Linked DNA regions of Mus musculus: region 2 is linked to region 1. A link is a contact called in public Micro-C data. All regions are on one chromosome and are shown on one strand. Each heading gives the region's core, a stretch centred on a gene start, on an enhancer-like site or on the middle of the called end of the contact. The rest is flanking DNA. Distances are from core to core; before and after follow the strand shown. Region 1 has its middle 39 kb from the start of Scg2. Region 2 holds the start of Scg2 (secretogranin II).

Region 1 (3,013 bases), core at 261-2,760:
AGGTTACTTCTGCTTTAGATCAGAAGTGCTGGACTGATACAGTGTGAACTCAGCTTCATCAAGAAGGTGGAACTGTCTCTCTTTCTCAAGAGATTCAGAATATGCTGCTCATGTCTACCCCGAGCTAACAAAAAAAATGTATAAATACAAAGGCTAATCTCACAAAGGGACAAAAGAAAGGAGTGGGACTGGCCACTGGCTGCTGGATAGCTTTATCTACTGTGACTGTCTGACAGAATAGGACGGGGCACCAGACACAAGCCTACCTCCTTAGGGGTCCAGCACAACAGAGAAATTAATAAAATAGCTACAGCTAGTGTGCTAAAATGAACAATACAATCTCCTTGCAGCTTGAAAGATGGGCAGTCAAAGAAAAGAAGAAATGGGGCCAAGGTCACAGGTGTCTGAAGAGAACCAAGGGAAGGGGTGGGGGTGGGCGATGGATGCTAGGTGCTGCAGGAGCAGCGTAAAGAAAACCGGGTCAGCCACGCACAACCCAAAACAGCAGCAGCAGATGCTTTTTTTCTGAACAAAAGAAGCAGAACATGTGGTTCAGGGGTCACCTCAGCAGAGGTCTAGAAAGGAGGAGAGAGAAAATAGGAAAGTGGACTTGCAGTAATGCCTAGGGAGCCCAGCGTTTACATCACTCTGAGAATCTGCTGTTTAAAATCCATCCCAGCGGGAGGACCGACACCAGGGTCAATGGTAAATGTCACAAGCTGGGCTCTATTCTCCCAGAGATGCTCAGCTCTCACAGTACACCTCTGAAGTGAAGCCAGGCTAGGCTTAAGGGGAAGCTCAAAAATTAGTGTAAAAAGAAGAGACCTGGCTAGTGCTGATCCCTAAGAGCACAAGGCAAAGCAAAATATTCACAGGACCCTGAGAAGAAGACAGGTGGTGGCTTCCTCCAAGGCTCAGTCGAACCATCTGCTCCTTCCTGTCATCTACACCAAAACTTGAGGGCTATTTTGGGAACAATGAAAGAAACAGAACCATGTTCAGCTCTGTACAGCTGGATTTTTTTTTTCACCTTAGCATTCTAAGTTCCCAACTGTGGGGAGTAGGGTGGCTTTCAGGTAGATTTCTGGAGAAAGCTAGGTTCCAGACAAGCACACTAAATGCTAGTGTGCTATTGAAGATTCTCTCCCTTTTCACAAATACTATCCATCAACATTCATGCACTTTCATATTTGTAGGGGAGGCAATCTGGTAAACAAGACTTGAAGAAACACATGCATTGTAGGTACTTCACTTGAGGAAACAACAAAATCAAGCCCAACAGATAGGAGTTTCTCTTCTTTGCAGATTATTTCAAAATATGATCTCTCCAGAGGGAGAACCATTATTATATTGAGCACCTGGGTAGATGTTTAATGGTCCACCTGAAACGCCCCATAAATCTAATCTTCATGAATGATCAACACAAAGAAGGTGAATAGGTAAACAGACAGCCTCGACACTAATGCATTCATGGGCTCTACATGGTGACATCCTGTCAGACCTTGTTCATTGCTGGGCTCTGTGCCCAGTGGTGACGTGCAGAACAAGCACTTTGAAAATAGGTGCTAGATGAACAGACAAGAAAGGCTGCCTTTCATGCCGGAGTTGGGTGCAGGCTGTGCACAGTTCCTGCCTTAGCTACCTTTGGACTACTATGATCAAACTCCACGACCAAGGCAACTTATAAAAGAGTGTGCTTAACTTGGGGTTTGCTGTTTCAGAGGACTGGAATTCATGATGCCAGAATGAAGGAATACCTGAGAGCTCACATCTTGATCCATAATCATGACGCAAGGGTGTGGGGGCAAAGAAATTGGAATGGCATGAATCTTTTGAAATGTCAAAGCCCGTCCCAGTGGCACACCTTCTCCAGCACGACCATACTTCCAAATTGCTCTTAAACAGTTCTACCAATTGGGTACTAAATAGTCAGATATAAGCATATGGAGGTCATTCTAGTTGAAACTACTATATCCCCTAACTATGAAGCGGGGTCCCATTCAGTGCTCTGGTTGAAACTCTTCCAGAATCAGGGTGGCATCATGGGATCTCCTCAGGGTTCCCACAGAAGAGGAACTTCCAAAGCAGTTCTTCAGAACACCTTCCCGAAGACCTCTCTAGTTTTCTCATTTTTTCCCTTATTATCTATAGATGATAAGTTTAAAAGTTGGGTGGCTTTGATCTTAGTAATTGTACTATTGTGGTCTCCTTGGAATGAATATCTTCTTCACCTAACATCTGATCCTAACATAGCAACAGTGTCATTGAGCCGAGCTAGATGGCGTCATAGGAATTTGATTTGCATGTCTCTGATATGGAGAGACCATTTTAAATTGTTGATCACCTTTGTGTGTTTGCATACATACGTGTGTAATAACTATCTTTTTCATATCTGTGATTAAATTTTTTGTTGACTTTCACTTACTGATTTGTAAAAGTTCTTTGCACATGAAAGAATAAGCTCTCTGTTTTATGCCTGGAAGGGAGAAGTACTATATTTTATTCATGTATCTTCAGCCACATAATAAGTGCTACATAAGTAAATGAACAAATTAATTTGTATTGCAAATAATTTTGACAGGGAGATTTTCATGTATAATTTTCTCTGTTACTGACATCTTGAAAGGAGGATCACAGGACTTCTGGCAATATGAAAATAGAGATAAAGCTTATGTATACACTAGAGTAAATAACCATTCCCAATAAACAGAAGGCAAACACAGACCCTCTGCTTCAATAAAAGGAAGTCAATTGACTTATAAATATTGAGGTTTCTGCTCATCAGACTGACTTTGAAGAGCTTGCAGTTTTTTTCTTTGAATAGGTGTGGGTGCTACCTACTGGTACTATCAGGCTTGAATTAAGACCATGCTCTGTGCCAAGAATAATGCTGAACACATTCTACAAATACCAAGTACACTCTATTGTGGAACTTCCCTGAATGGTACATGGTCATTTCTTCTTGTTCCCAGTCATCTCTCTGGCTACAGAAAGGTCAGTAAATTGGTGACTA
Region 2 (3,013 bases), core at 356-2,855, 39 kb before region 1:
GGCACTGGCATAGCCTCACAAGAGACAGCTATATCAGGGTCTTGTCAGCAAAATCTTTCTGGCATATGCAATAGTGTCTGGGTTTGGTGGTTGTATATGGGCTGGATCCCCGGGTGGGGCAGTCTCTGGATGGTCTTTCCTTCCGTCTTAGCTCCAAACTTTGTCTCTGTAACTCCTTCCATGGGTACTTTGTTTCCCATTCTAAGAAGGAGCAAAGTATCCACACTTCCTTCTTCTTCCTTCTTCTTGAGTTTTGCAAATGCCACAAAACTTTCAAAGCCTTCTGAATAGCCTTCTCTTTAGTGCTTTCCAATGTATATTAAAATAATCTATCTTTCATCCCCATTGATTAAAGCCTTCTTAAAGCCAGAAAACTATATTCATTTTTTTCTTTTCCCAGTAGTTCACAAACTATCTGGCACCTCATAAGCATCATAACTCAGTTGGTGGGTAGATAAAATTGGAATGTGATTGTTCAGTCAGCAGAGACTTTTAGAGGACCTCATACAACAAGATTCTCTCAGTTCTCAGAAATATATTTCAGTATATACAGGGTTAGAGGACTCACATCTTTAATAAAATAAAGTTAAAAATTTAGACCTGTATAAATTATTAAGGTACCTAATCAAGTTCCACGGCAAAGTACAGCCATGGTTATGAATTATAAATCCAAGAAGCGGTGGGTTAACTCTGACATTGTTCCTTGGATGGTTCTCATTCATTGAAGTTAGTCACCTCAACTTACTCAACCAAAACCTAGAAGTATTTCTGTGGTACTATGTTCTCTTGATGCCAAGAGGGCTCTAGGCATATGAAAATCTCTCAATCTCTCTCCCTCTCTCTCCCCCTTCCACCCCCACTCTCTCTCTTCTAGCAGTAATCCCTCCCTTCCTGGTAGGCAGTATGTTTTTTGGAGCACAGTTTCTTAGCTATCTCTTGCAACACCTGATTTTGCTGAAGATTTGAATGGCCTCATATAGAAGTATCAACAACTTGAGCGTCTGTGAACTCTCATTTTGAACACTGTGCTGAAAGAATTGGAGTTGATTCTCATTAAAAAAAAAATTAAGCATCTCACCTTTTTTGCTCAAACTAAACAGTTTTAAAACAGTTCTGCCTGGAGTCATGATATGAAATACGATCTATCATATTTGCAATGTTCTGTTCAATTGTGGCTGCACCAGGAAATGAGAACGTATTTCTTTATAGGCACAAATAAAAAGATAGTCATTATCTGTAAAATTCTTATGACATGGCAGCAAGCCCAAGAAACCTTTCTAAACAAGGCGTGAAAACGCAGAGATGTCCTTGCAATTAGTCATGTCTATCTGACAGATTTCTTCCTTTCTAAGGGAATTTGTGCTGAACATTTTATTTCGAGCCTCAGAGATAAAAGAAGGGGGAAGAAGCTGTAGTTTTTGCTACATAAGACAGGTGGCGTAAGCATGCAACGCTTTAAAAAAATATCTAAAGTGATTGTTTTCTCTCGGATTCTTTGAAAAAGCTCGCCTGCGCTGGGGTTTGAGGCTGAGCCGGTGACGTCAGCGTGGAATGCGGAGTCAGGCGCCCAGGCTCTCTATAAGCCGAGGAGCTGTCCGGTGCTGAAACGGCCCGAGCCCTCACTCAGCGGCAGAGAGGAGCATGCTTGGAGCCTTCCACATAATATAAGACAGAGGTAAGACTGCTTTCTCTTCTATTTACTGGAAAGTTCTCATTTGAGTGTCCCTCCCTGTTTTCCCAGATGAGAGGAAAAAGACCGTTGGCAAGCTTATATTGATAGAATAACCGGACAACCTGCTGCTTTTTAGGCAAGGATACTCTATACGTGTGTGCCGAAATGAGGGGCTCTGTGATTTACAGGACTTGTCAGAGAATATGCATTAACTATAATGTTACTGAGTAAAACTGTATGCAAGGAGAGCAGAAAAGTTGAGAATTTTAACGTCAACATGCCGATTAATGTAAAGTTAACCAAACCTTATGTTTTGATTCTTTCTCTAATGTGTTCTTTTTCTCCCAAGAGTCAGATATAGAACCAAAAATATAATTTTATATGCTTAATAATCTTAACAGACAGTTTAAAAGGATTCAAATGTCATCAATCATATGAGTCACAGAGGCAAAAAATTTAGATTTGTTTTCTTTCTTTGATATTCACCTTAAGGGAACTCTGAATTAATTATTAATTATTTTATGAACTGGTATATTCCAGAAGGGCTTATGTTATTATGTGCTAATTTTAGTCTTGAGAAAGCAGCTTAGAATAATTTTGAACATTGACATTTTCCCCTTTTCAAAGATGAACTATCACTTTGTGGGAAAGGTTCATGTTACTAGGAATCACAGAGAAATGATAACTTTGAATCCAGGGAAGAAAATATATAGATCGGTATGGACTGTGATTGTAATTTTTATGCGTTGGTTGGAAAAGCTGATATGTTACTTGCTGAAGAGGTTGATTGAAGCAAATTTATTTTTGTTTATCCTAACTAGGTGGGTTGTTTGAATCAGATTTACTCACATGTGTTGATGGTTCAGTGTCAATGTTCCAGCTGATTTCATAGGAAAGATGTTTTTTACTGTAAGGGGCATCAATAATAGCTGTCTGAGGAGACACAATGTTCCTACCATTTAGACTTCAGAAAATTAAATTTTAAATCAAACACTGTGTAAGGTGTTAGAACTATTAAAGCCATCTTCACTGCTTGCAAGAGCAGCTCCTAGAGAAATGAAGTCCTTTGAGTGTTAGAAGCAATAACGGTGTCATCTAAAGTAAACCAGAGTCAGCGACGAGTCGGCCATGCATGTTAGGCTGTGGTTCAAACTGCAATGTGCATTCTTTCTCTAATTCTACAGAAAAACCTCCCTTCAAAGTAGTGGGTTCTCAGATAATCACGTAATCCATATGCTAAGATGTGTTAAGAGTATGTCAAGATAATGATCTTAAAGCAAATGCACTCAATATGGCTTTCAAGATAACATTTAACATGACAGTAGTGAAAGCTGATTGCCA

The links. Hi-C and Micro-C count contacts between places; a contact is called where the count stands out from the background.
Region 2: a contact with region 1 is called in a Micro-C map of the AtT-20 cell line, with 2.4 times the contacts expected there. The contact joins the promoter of Scg2 here to the enhancer-like site in region 1. A contact is called at or near these places in 2 of 484 Hi-C or Micro-C datasets (the AtT-20 cell line and nephron progenitors), 1 of 115 datasets of contacts at active chromatin or transcription factors (embryonic stem cells) and 2 of 9 other capture datasets (adipose tissue and liver).

What each region holds. Positions count from the first base shown.
Region 1 is chr1:79,399,043-79,402,055 of GRCm38.p6, reverse strand. No RefSeq gene overlaps it. Among named protein-coding and RNA genes, the nearest start is that of Scg2, 39 kb to the left of the region's middle. Within about 2 kb of position 1,510, at least 10 of the 459 cell types and tissues checked have an H3K27ac peak or open chromatin away from gene starts, as enhancers often do. A contact at or near this core is called in the AtT-20 cell line, where this site is marked.
Region 2 is chr1:79,438,618-79,441,630 of GRCm38.p6, reverse strand. It overlaps Scg2 (secretogranin II), which reads left to right and starts at 1,605. Exons shown (of 2, transcript NM_009129.3): 1 at 1,605-1,675.